Linked DNA regions of Mus musculus: region 1 is linked to region 2. The links are chromatin contacts, called in public promoter capture Hi-C maps. All regions are on one chromosome and are shown on one strand. The core of a region is the stretch at or near the end of the contact, and the rest is flanking DNA. Distances in the headings are between cores, read along the strand shown. Region 1 holds the start of Gm28876 (a long non-coding RNA gene). Region 2 holds the start of Hoxc5 (homeobox C5).

The links. Promoter capture Hi-C pulls out the DNA fragments that hold promoters and counts their contacts.
Region 1: a promoter capture Hi-C map of liver shows a contact between it and region 2. The contact joins the enhancer-like site here to the promoter of Hoxc5 in region 2. A contact is called at or near these places in 13 of 39 promoter capture datasets (the C10 cell line, the HPC-7 cell line, cranial neural crest and 9 more), 3 of 15 datasets of contacts at CTCF or cohesin (the G1E-ER4 cell line, the NIH/3T3 cell line and large pre-B cells), 22 of 484 Hi-C or Micro-C datasets (the C2C12 cell line, the G1E-ER4 cell line, LSK cells and 15 more), 14 of 115 datasets of contacts at active chromatin or transcription factors (craniofacial prominence, embryonic basal ganglia, embryonic hindbrain and 7 more) and 5 of 9 other capture datasets (adipose tissue, embryonic tail, liver and 2 more).

What each region holds. Positions count from the first base shown.
Region 1 is chr15:103,103,659-103,109,306 of GRCm38.p6, reverse strand. It overlaps Gm28876 (a long non-coding RNA gene), which reads left to right and starts at 4,909. Exons shown (of 3, transcript XR_875698.3): 1 at 4,909-5,648. Within about 2 kb of position 2,291, at least 3 of the 459 cell types and tissues checked have an H3K27ac peak or open chromatin away from gene starts, as enhancers often do.
Region 2 is chr15:103,009,903-103,015,768 of GRCm38.p6, reverse strand. Hoxc5 (homeobox C5) reads right to left here and starts at 1,761. Exons shown (of 2, transcript NM_175730.5): 1 at 1,234-1,761; 2 at 1-541. The coding sequence starts at 1,687. The coding sequence ends at 327. Mir615 (microRNA 615) reads right to left here and starts at 859; the gene lies at 768-859. It overlaps Hoxc6 (homeobox C6), which reads right to left. Exons shown (of 2, transcript NM_010465.2): 1 at 5,764-5,866; 2 at 3,888-5,035. The coding sequence ends at 4,728.

The sequences.
Region 1 (5,648 bases), core at 1,042-3,541, 93 kb before region 2:
CCTGGCAGGGACCAACAAGTATCTTGCAGAAAGTAGAAAGTAAAGCCTTTATCCCGTTGTGGTCCAGGGTGCTGTTCAAAGAAGCCTCCAGTGACTGTCAGGGTGAGGCCAACATCAGCCATGAACACAGTTGTCCCCCCACTTAGAGTCCCTCTACAGGACTGGAGAACACAGGTTTCCTTGGGGAACAAATCTAGAATAAATAGCATATTTTCCTACCAGAGCCCCGGAAGCACAGTAGGCTCACCTCTGTTTGTCTGAAAGGCTCTGCTGGGATTTGAGGTGCTGTGGTGCCAGCACTAAAGGGTTGGCTTTCTTGGAATACAGTCCTGCTTTAATGGAGAGAAGGCTACATCTTCTGGCCTGTCTACCGTCCCTGAAGCTGTATAGAAGCCCAGGACAGAAAAGGTATGTGACATAGAGATATTTTGTAGCCTTGGACTGGATAAAAGCAAATTTGGAGGGAACACGGGATTAACATAGTGCAGAACCCAAGGATCCCAAGGAGAGGGTACAAAGGTCCAAGCGAGAAGGGGAAGACTATGGGTGGATGTAGAGTGTCTGTGTCCATCTGGAAGGGGAGGGAAGAGGAAGGCAGCAGTGAAAAGAAAAGAAGAAATTAAAATGAAGGCCCTGAGCCTGCTAAAGACTGCCAGATTAATACAAAGGGTGGGAGAAGCACTGTGTGGGCTGAGAAGGGCTAGCAGGCAGTGGCCGCCCAAGGGAAGAGCCCCAGAGAGACAGTCTGTCTTTAGGAAAGGTGGGGAGGAAGGCAGGCAGGAGAGGAGCTGCATAGGAAGGCCCTGCCCACTGGGCCGCACGGAGGGTGAAGACTGGACCTGCTTCTCTCTCTTCTGGTTCCAAGCCAGGGTTTTAGCCCCCACCAGCCTCCCTGAGCCCAGGGCTAAGGCTGACAGGACTGCAGCTTCTCTGGGCCCTGGGTAGATTTGAATAATTAAGTCATCTGGATTCTTATGATTTACCATTTTCAATGATAAATAGACAGCGCCCAAGCCAGCCAGTTGGCAAAACTCTGGCTGCTAGTTATAATCTGTCAAGCTGCCAGCAGATTCATGTTTTATGCTAATGGAGAGAGGCTCATTGACTAGGGGTGGCTGCGACCGGGTCAGCTCTTTCCTCAGGCACCCCAGAGGTCGAGAGGTCGGAGAAGAAGGGTTGAGGCTGATATGGATTTTCTGTAAGGGTCAGTGTAATTTTGTAATAATTCAGCAGTGCACACAAACTGGCACACAGAGGGTCACGTATGCAGAGATATGTTCAGGCCTCATACACCCACATCACCCTCCACGTACTGGCAGTTGGACCTGTACAGGCCTTTGGGCTTGGGGCGGGCACCTAAGATAGGACTGGGTCCACTTGTCCACCTCTGCAACCATCTTGAACACGCACACCCTGTGTTCACCTTCAGAGGTGCAATTATACCAAGATAAACTTATAGATATATTCGTCAGCCTGGAGAAACGGATGACATCACCCCCACACTCATGTGCCTGCACTGTGACGGAACAGTCTGCATTACAAAGCTGAGAGGTAACCAGGACCTCCATTCCTTTTCCACCCATTCCATACCCTTTACTTCAGGGCATGAAAGCGCCAAGTCCCGGAAAAAGCAGCGGGCTGTGTGTCACCCTGCCGACTAGGGTGGCAGGGACAGATCTGAGAAGACATGAGAGCCCGACACCTGACAAATGCAAAGACTGCCGTGAAAATCAGTTGACAGACACCAAATTTGTCTTTTTTTTCCCCATCTGTTTATTTGTGTATCTATCCACAACACACGGAGGTCTCAGGGTGGCAAAGATCTTCCTATCCTCGAGGCACTCCGAGGTAAAGGCGGTGCTTTGCCTGTGATGAATACTGAAGAAAATATTAACAGAGCAGACAGCTGCAGCTACTGGCCTGAAAAATGGGCCAAATTGCTCATTTTCCCTCCTAGGTCTCCACCTCAACAAATGTGGATATCATTGCTGGCTTGAGGGGTCTAAGAACAGGTCTAGGTCTGGGTGAAGACCTCCTGCTCCTGGATGTGGAAATCCTGGCCTTTGGTGTGATAGGATATGCTAATTCCAGACCAAATTAAAAGAGCCTGGCCTCTCTTCTGACCCCCAGGTGCCCTCGCGACAGATCAATGTGTGCAGGGAAAACGGAGAAGAAGGCAGCTGCCCTTCTGCTGAGAAGAGAATTTGAATTTTCATTGACTATGAGCAGGACTGGAAGCTGCAGGTCCTTCCTCCCGGCAGCTTTGAGGCTGACAGGAACAGGGCACAGGGAGAGATGAGCAGAGCGGGGTTAAACATTCATTTTCCAGGTCCGAGGAGGGGCGAGGACAAACCACACACAAAACAGAACTGCGAGGAGCTCAAAGGAGGTGGGAAGCCACTCAGCTTCGCTCCTCATGGCTGTTCAGCCTGCTGAGGTCCTGAGTCCTTCAAAGCAGATGAGGGATGAGGAAGTGAGTGTGGGCTCATCCTTTCCACAGTCACCTGGATTGAGCCTTTCTTGGGGGGTTGGTGTAGACAATGAGGGGAATCCACATTCTGATGTTCAGGGGTCAGAGTCTGCTAGGCTAGTGGGAAACACAACCTCCCAAACACACAAAGAATAGGGAAATGTGCTTTTCGTTTTTAGAAAGTTTAAGGTTTTAATTTGTGATACTGACCCTCATCCCCAGAGAGCAGTAACCTTGGGGACACCAGCACCTCTCTCCCAGAAACAGGGATGGAGTGGAAATGGAAAATGCAGAATTGTCTACAGTGAGTTAAGGCTATAAAGGTCAAAGTCACAACTGGTACCCTGCCCCTGGTTAGCAAATCCCCGGGCTTCTCACTTAGGGCCTCTTCTTTGAATCCCTGTATTTGCATCCTCATTATAAACTCCAGACAGAGGCAGAGTGTATGCCAGCCAGCCTCAGGGTCTCAGAGCAGGGCCTGCTGGGATACAAAAATCAAGAGTCCTGGCTCAGCATAGACAAAGGGGGAAAGAACACCAGGAAAAAAAAACAAAAAACAAAAACAAAGGCGGGGGGTGGGGGGGTGGGAGGAGAGGGAGGAGGAGGAGAGGAGAGGGAGGGGGAGGATTGGAGGAAAGAAGAGGGGCAACGTTATAGGAAGTGCTGGACAGAGGCCTCTTTGAAGAGGGTACTGTGAAGATTTTACTGAACCAGCTTACCTCTCTAGCTGTTGAGTTGGGGGATTTCTCAGCCAATGATCAAGGGTTACACTGCTCTTGGAAGACCTGACCCAATGACTTATCCCATCCCACTTTGGGGGAAACAAAGGAGATGTACTTTTATCTTATTTTTGTAGTGCTGAGGATTGAACCCCAGGACCTCACAAGTACTCTCACACACACAAATGTACAAATGAACCTGAATCATACACATAGACATATATTATATACACACAAAGAAACCTGAGTCACAACACGGAGAAGGGGATAGCTCAGTGGGACAGCACCTGCCTAGCATGCATGAGATATTGGGTTTGAGCCTCAACACCAAAACAAACAAAACAAACCTTGAATCTAATTGGGCAGTTTCCACAGGAGCACTGAGGACAAGGCATAGGTAATGTAGTACAGGCCCAACAGGCAACAAATACCAAGTTGATTCTTCTCCAAGCAGAGTCTAGAGTCATTTTGACAACTCATCCCTTGTATGGGTTCTGTAAATTACCCCATGCACCAGAGACTTGCTCGGCTCAGAGACTGGCCCTATGCCCTTTCTTACACAGAATTCATTCTTTAGTTCCTCCAGAGTTTATAAACTTCATACCAAACTCCTCTCAAATGAATCTCACCTATCCAAGCATGGGGAAACCCCTTAACCTTGTAGTCTTTTGGGGTAACTGATGGAAACGAGTGTAGTAAAGAATTTGCTAAGGATAGAAAAGTTTTCTTTAAGCAGTATATGGTGGTTTATGCCTGTAAATTTCAGCACTCAAAAGGGTAAAGCAGGTAAAGTAGTCTGCTATGAGTTCAAGGACATCATGAACTACATAGGAAGTGCCAGGCCAGCCTAGGCTTTAGAGTGAGACCTTGTCCCAGAAACAACAAAATCAAGGTTTTTCTTCTTATCAATGAAGAAAACAAAGATTCCCCTCTCCTACCTGGTGGAACAGGCCCCCTCCTCTTCCTTTTCCCATGTACCTATTAAGGAAGTCAAAACTGCTGAGCAACCTTGTAGTGCAAAAGGCATATTTGACAGGTGATCAAACCAAGAAGCAGGGTCACGGAGGTGAAGCACCCAGAGCCCAGAGCAGGGTGGCCCAGTGTGATGATTCCCTTTGGCATCAGGGTCAAGACAGAGCACTGTGGTCCTCAGGCTTTGGCCTACACTTGTTCAGCAACATCATCTTGGCTGGGTGATGGAGCACTGCAAGCCAGTGAGATGGGCTGGGAATGAATCTCTCTCTCTCTCTCTCTCTCTCTCTCTCTCTCTCTCTCTCTCTCTCTCTCTGTGTGTGTGTGTGTGTGTTTTATCCCTCATTTTAACACAAAACCAAACCAAACCCAAATGAGCCAGATTCTGCCTCTCCATTCTGCCCTCTGCCAATATTTCTTTTCTATATGCTTCCTTCCTTCCTGGTCTCTCAGAGTCTCTTCCTCTGGCTGGGCACTTGGGATTTTACAGGCATGCAGACACATTTTTTTCCTGCCCGCCCAGTCTCTTGTCTTTGTTGTTCTGCATTTTCCTGGCACATCTTGCTATCTTTCTTTGTTTCTAAGTCTATCCTACAGTGTACAGATGGCATCAACGGACCCTTCCCCAGAGGAAGGCCTGGTCAGCACCCACCTACCCACCCTTCACACTGTTCTTTCTCAATTCCCCTCAGATTGGGACCCTATTCCTGGGTGTCCCCTTACTTAACATGTCCCAGTGGGTGGGACTCACTATAGGCTTAGGAAAGCTGTTCTAAACTGTTTGTGGCTCCATCAATCCTAAGAGAAAAAAGAGCATGAGGGGAATGCAAAGAGAAAAGGAGAGACAGGCCCCACATTGGGGGTGAGTGGGGGTGTTGAGGAGACAGAAGCAAAGGGAGCAGATTAATTGAAGGGGGAGGGGGAAGCCAATGACCCTGTGCTTTTCTCTGAAAAGCTTTGGTTTTGGTTTTGGTTTTTCCCAGAGTGCTAGGATTGCAGGCATGAGCCATCACCAACCCTAACCCTAACCCTAACCCTAACCCTAACCCTAACCCTGATCACACTCCTATTTGAATGCCACTCCCTTGGTGCCTACCTCTTTAGGGTTCCTCTCAAAGTCCAGATTTAGCCAACCACGGCAAACTTATTCTAGGCAGTTACTCCACTCCCAACTCCAACCCCCTACCCCACATCCCGAAGCTGTTCTAACCTGGTCTGGGAGAACCCAGTTCCTGGACAAAGCATCCCCTCCCCCACAGATGCTCCAGTCTAAGTGGGGCCTAGTGGCCTGCAGGGCCAGAGACACCATTCGATCCAAGTAACCCACTGCCCTTCCCCCAAATTGCTCCAAATGCAATTTTTAGTTTTTGCATTTACATTTAGCCTGATTCATCCAGCCTCAGGTTCCCAGAGGACCCTGACCTAAAAACCTCAAGTGCAGGTACACCCCGGGTACCAGTTAGGTGACCATTCACACTGCACTTTCG
Region 2 (5,866 bases), core at 512-3,011:
TGTCTCACCTTAACTCAGGCTAGCTGAACTAGGGCTCGGAGCCGAGAGAGGCAGCCCAGGCTGAGACTTATCCAGTACCCGCCCTACAAGAATGTGCCCCGGGCCTGGGGTGCTCAGCTGAGCTGAGGCAAGACAGGCAGTGCAGGCGGTCCTGCGGAACCCTGGGTCGATGGGGATTCGGAATGCCAAAGAAATGCGCTTTTGTCTGGGAGGCCCGGAGCCAGTGCTCTAGCCTCCGCCTCAAAATCTAGAAGGAGGAAAACCGAAAAGGAAGGGCGCAGGGACCACAGCAGACCGGGGTGCTCTCTGAGGGCTCCCTGCTTCCTCTAAAGAGCTTCTTTGCTCTTCATTTTGGAATCTTTCTTCCACTTCATCCTGCGGTTCTGGAACCAGATCTTGATCTGTCTCTCGTTGAGACACAAGTTGTTGGCAATCTCTATGCGCCTGCGGCGAGTGAGGTAGCGGTTAAAATGGAATTCTTTCTCGAGTTCCAGGGTCTGGTAGCGCGTGTAACTGGTTCGGGACCGCTTGCCATCCGTCTCTGGAACATAAATTCCCCCAAACCAGGGAGGGATGAATAGCGTGCAGCACTCCAACGTCCCACCCTAGTCCCAGGCCCCACCCGTGGTCGGAGGGAGTAGAGGTGAGCGCGGTGGGACAGGCCAGAAGGGCCGCAGGCGGGCAGGCCCGGTCCCGGGAGAAGCGCCTCCGCCTGGGCAGGAAACTTTCCACCGCCGCCTTCACTCTGCGGCCGGAGGGGCTGAGGGGGGATGGGGGGAAGAGGGAGACCCAGGCTCGGACCGAACAATAAGCACCCTCGAGATCCGAGCACCGGGGACCCCCCTCCCGCCCCTCCCGAGTCGCTGGAATCCTCCGGAGCCGCGAGCACTGGCCGAGCCGGCTCCGCAGGGGAGGGAGGGAGGGAGCCGCGGGGGGATCCCCACTCTGGAGCCCCATGCTCCTCACCCTTCAGATCCCTCTATTTTTTTAACTCCCTCCCTCTCCCCCCAAAATTGAATATTGCCTTTTATACACGTTTTGTTCCTATGATCCAATTATGTCGTCGTAAATTTGGGCGCACACAGCCTCTAAGCCTTTTAGTGGACAGTTTTACGAGCCATTGATGCCTGGATCGTAAAATTTATGGCCGCAGGTTTTTTTTCTTTATTTGCCCCGCATGGCCTATAAAACCCAGGCGGACCCGAGCGCGCAAAATGAAGTCCTAAAGTTTACCGTGGCTCATGTGCAGTTTGGTCATCCACGGGTAAATCTGTGGCGGGGCCGGTGGCTGGCTCAGTCCGGCAGGCTGCCCTGTCTGCGCCTGCTCCTCTTTGATCTCCCCACTGCTCTTAGCTCGCTCCTCCAGCGCCGGGCGAGCCGCCTTCTGACTGTACATCCCAGGGTTCAGAGGAGCCGCTTCGTCTCTGCCCAGAGCGTGTCCCGGAGCGGCCGCGGCGCTGCAGGCGGGGCGGTCGGGGTGAGCCCGGGGGTTGGCAGCCATGTCTACCCCGTGGAGAGAGTTGGAAGGCGCAGGCGGTGGGAAAGTGATGCTTAAGTCCAATCCGCCGTAGCAGTACCTGGATGCCTGCACCTCTGAGGCCGATCCATAGTTCCCACAAGTTTGCATGTTATAGGCAGGGATATTGGGGCTCTGCTTATAGAATGAATTGGCTACGTAGGAGCTCATGGCGGGGAGGGCCCAAAAAAAATTTCTGCACCCTTTTTGATTAAGGGTGATTTGTGACTCTTTGAAGTTGAGGGGGTTTTTGTTCTCCAAAGTGCACAATTTATAGGTGGAGATATCTCTTTCTTTATCCTATGCGCTCTTCCCAAATAAGGGAGCCTTAAATAGAGTCACGTGACTGGAGCGGCCACTCATAAATTTGGCTTGATGACCTCCGGGAGGTTAGTGATGGAAGCCGGCGAAACGCATCTTGATATGTTGGCAAAGCCCGGGGGTTGGGGGGGGGGGGATGAAAGAGAAAGAGAAGCAAGGGGGAGGAAAAAAAAATGGTTCTTGGAATTGGGGGGTAGTCGGGACAACGAGCTCACAGCGACACCTGGTGCCGACTCGGAGGAATTTCATCTTGTAGCATCGCTTGGCCTTCTAGCAGTCAGTTTGTGGAGAAGTTGTTGCTTGTTGGACAAACTAACCCATTGAGCTTGTCTTTAAAATTCTGCTTAAAATTGAGAAAGGATGAGGCCTTATTTATGAATTACACCGGTGGTTTTTGAAACGAATAGTGCCAGTTCCCTACCTCCAGAGCCTTCCAAACTTCAATGATGACTGAGAAAGAGAGTTGGGGTAGCTAAAGCCCAGCGTGGAGAGCCAGGAGGACATATCTTGGGTTACCTAAACTAAAGGTCAAGGTCTCTTGCTTGGGAGGATTGAACTCAGTTTTGATAAAGAGAAGCTTGTCTTGTATGCTTGGAAAAATTAACCTCTGGGAGGTAGGCAGGATACCCAAGAGGAGAGAGGGTTCCTGAATGAGCAGAAGCAGCAGACAGGTCCTGAGGCTGAGAGTCCTAGGTACTCTCTGGGATGTGACTGGAGGTGAGGGGCCAGGTGAACTTGGGTAGACTTCACAATGTTAGGAACCCTAACATGTTGCAAGAGGCAACATTCCTATGCATGTAACTAGACACAATGAACTGGAGGGCCCTTCTACAGCTCTGTGTGGTCTTCATGTGGTACCATGAGAATGCCAGATATTTCAGATGACCCCCAAGAGCATAGAGGGGCAAGATTGAAACCTCCACAAATATTATGAGCAAGGCAGAGATAAAAGTCTGCTTTTGTTCTTTTAGAGGTAAGCTCTTAGCCCAGGTTTCAAGATAGAAGGCTCATGGGGAGGTGGGTGGGCAGGCAGGGAGTCGGGCAACCCAGACACAGTCTTTGGCCAGGGTTTCTTCAACCTTTGGGTCCTATCCCCTTTCTTAGTCCCAGACCCTACTCTTTACTGCCCACATTTCCTCAGGAACTGAGGAACTCTCAGTCTCTGCCAGAACTCTCCCCCCAACCCCCGCTGGCCGAGGATCTGGAGGAGGGGGGCGGTGGCAGGGACCTGGAGAGTCTGGAAAACTCAGACCGATTTTTCCCCCTCCGGGAGACCTCCCACCCACACTTCTTCCCCTAGGCCCACTCAGGTTTCTATGCTGAGCCTTGGGGAAAGAAGGCTGGATCTGAAAAAGGGTTAGGGTCCTACTGTGCCCCTCATGCGCCAGGTTTGAGGAGAGAAGAGGCAGGAACCAGATAGGCTGGGCTGTAAGGAAGAAGGACTTTTGTCTGGCGGGTCAGGAGTCTCAGAACAGGCCAGAACTCAGTTTCCAGTCTTTCTCTTTCCAGTCGTCCTTGGATCGCTCAGTCTCTGCGGACGGACTCCTGAGGTCCTTGGATTGCCAGGGAGCCTCAGCCAGGTTTCACAACAGCCGGCCTGGCGGGCTGGAGGCATGCTTGCTAGTTCTCCTTCTCCCCATTCTGCTGGCAGTGGGTGGGAGCGACCCTAGTGCTCGGATCAGGCTCCTTTTCTTGCATTTTGGGCTCAGGGCTCAGAAGCCGAAGATCCCTGGCTGCTACAGGCAGGAAGAAAGGCCCGCGTGGGGCTTGGAGCCCAACCCGGCTCACTCAAGCTTCCCCGCCCCCAGCGAAAGTCCAGGCGGCCCCTTTCCTCTTTTTCTTTTCCGGGGTGTGTGCTGTTCCGTGTAGGGAGGGTCCCAGAGGCCTCTCAGAACCCCATCTCGGTCAGGAGAACCCGGAGACAGAGGCTCAGCGCCTGGCTGCAGGGCAGGCGAGTGCGGAGGGCTGGGGGCTTTGCAAGCTGCAGGCCGCGCGAGAGCTCTGCTGGCAAGCCAGCGGGCGGGAGAAAGAGCAGACAGGCGGATTATAAACTTTTAAAAATAATATCAGTTTTATTAAATATTCGAGAACGGATCCAGAGGTCGGATTTATACAGGAGGATAACACGTAGGGGGTTATTTCTTTATTTATTTTCTCCTACTGGCTAAACAAACGTCATTCACTTTTTTTCTCTTTTTGTTATTTTCCCTCTTTTTTTTTTAAATCCTTTTTTAAATGAGATAGGAACACTGACGGTGCTAAACATAAATATAAATACAGAGACCACAAATACAGCTAGAAATATTCACACAGAAACGGTCACAGTTCGAAATATGCCATAATGACCCCCAGGAATCTTTAAATACAATTTGCCTGGACTGGGCATTTGCTGGGGCAGAGGGACCGGGCAGGGACTGGGGAGAGGCCCTGGGGGTTGTTGCAGGGCCAAGGCGCGCCCTCCTGAGGCCTCCTGCCCTCCGGCTGTCAGGCCGGGCCCTGAGGCCCCCGAGTGGAGGCCCCAGGCCCTGGAGCCAGCTCTCTGCGCCGGAGGGCGGGGGTGAAGGGCGTCGGGGGTGGGGAGGGAGCCTAGGGCTCACTTGGAGAGACATCTGAGGAGTCTGAAGCGAGGTTCAGGTCTCCTAGGCCTAGGCGAGGGAAGGGGCCTGCAGACAAGCCAGGAAGAAGCTAGCGAGGGAGCTAGAGGAAGAGACGAGTGAAGAGTTGTGCAGTGAGGGAGGGGGTCCAAAGCTGACTTTTAGGTCCACGTCTGACTCCCTGTTTTGTTTTAGGAAGTCACAACACATCATTGTGCCAGAGATAAATACAGAGTGTGTGATTCGGGGAGCTGGGATGAGCAAGGGAGAAGAGAGGGGTGCAAGGACAGTCCTGGTCACTCTTTCTGCTTCTCTTCTTCTGTCTCTTCTCGCTTTTCCTCTTTTCCTCCCAGGCTGTCGGCGGTTGCCCCTCCGCCACCCCCTGAGAGTGTGGACGTGAGATTAGATTCTTTTTTCCACTTCATGCGGCGGTTCTGGAACCAGATTTTGATCTGTCGCTCGGTCAGGCACAGAGCATTGGCGATCTCGATGCGCCGGCGCCGAGTTAGGTAGCGGTTGAAGTGAAATTCCTTCTCCAGTTCCAGGGTCTGGTACCGAGAGTAGATCTGGCGGCCGCGCCTCCGGTCCGCTCCGTAACCGACCCCTAGAGATCCAGGCACAAAACACACTAAAAACAATCAGCAAGGCGTCCTCTGCAGACATTTTCGTCTAGCAAAGTCCAGACCCTCTCAACTTGGCCCACAGCTCGCAGCCCCTTCGGGCTTTAGCTTTCTCCCTTTTGCCCTGCCCCACCCCCACTGGGGGGACAGCCAGAACCCCAACTTCATTCAGTTCTCCCACGAGGTGGGAGAAGTGTGTCCCAAAGAAAGCTGGGGGGCGGGGCAAAAACAGGCAGAAAGCTGGCTGTCTAAAAGCTGATTTTTAAAAAAAAAGTACCAACTACTGGGGATAAGGACCCCATCTCTCAAGGATTGGGCTCCCCCACCTTCCCCAACACTCTAGATCCCTGGAAAGTTCTCCCCACTTCTTTGCCCTTTCCTAACTCCCTTCCTTTTCTCCGGCCTAACTAGACTTTGGGGGGCTCCTCCACCTTCTGTCCCCTCCCCTCATTCCCTGCCCTGTTTCTACCCCCTCAGCTCCTCTTGGAGCCCTCCAATCCGTCAGGGACCGAGGGGGCCAGGCCCTTGCGAGCCAGCGCGGAAGGCGAGCAGAGGGGGCTGAAGAGGGGGCCCTGTCTCGGTGTCGGCGAGGAGACGAGCGTGATTGTTTTTATGGGGCCATAAAAAACTCTCTCCGCCCGTTCTTCTAGGGAAGCCGGTCATAAAGCCAGTTCAGTTTATTTAATTTATATCTCGGAGCTGTAAAACTCACCACTGTGCGAATTCATTCGCTGCATCCAGGGGTAAATCTGGATACTGGCTTTCTGGTCCTGGGGCGCAGTCCTGCCCTGCTCAGAACTAAAATCCTGAGCGAT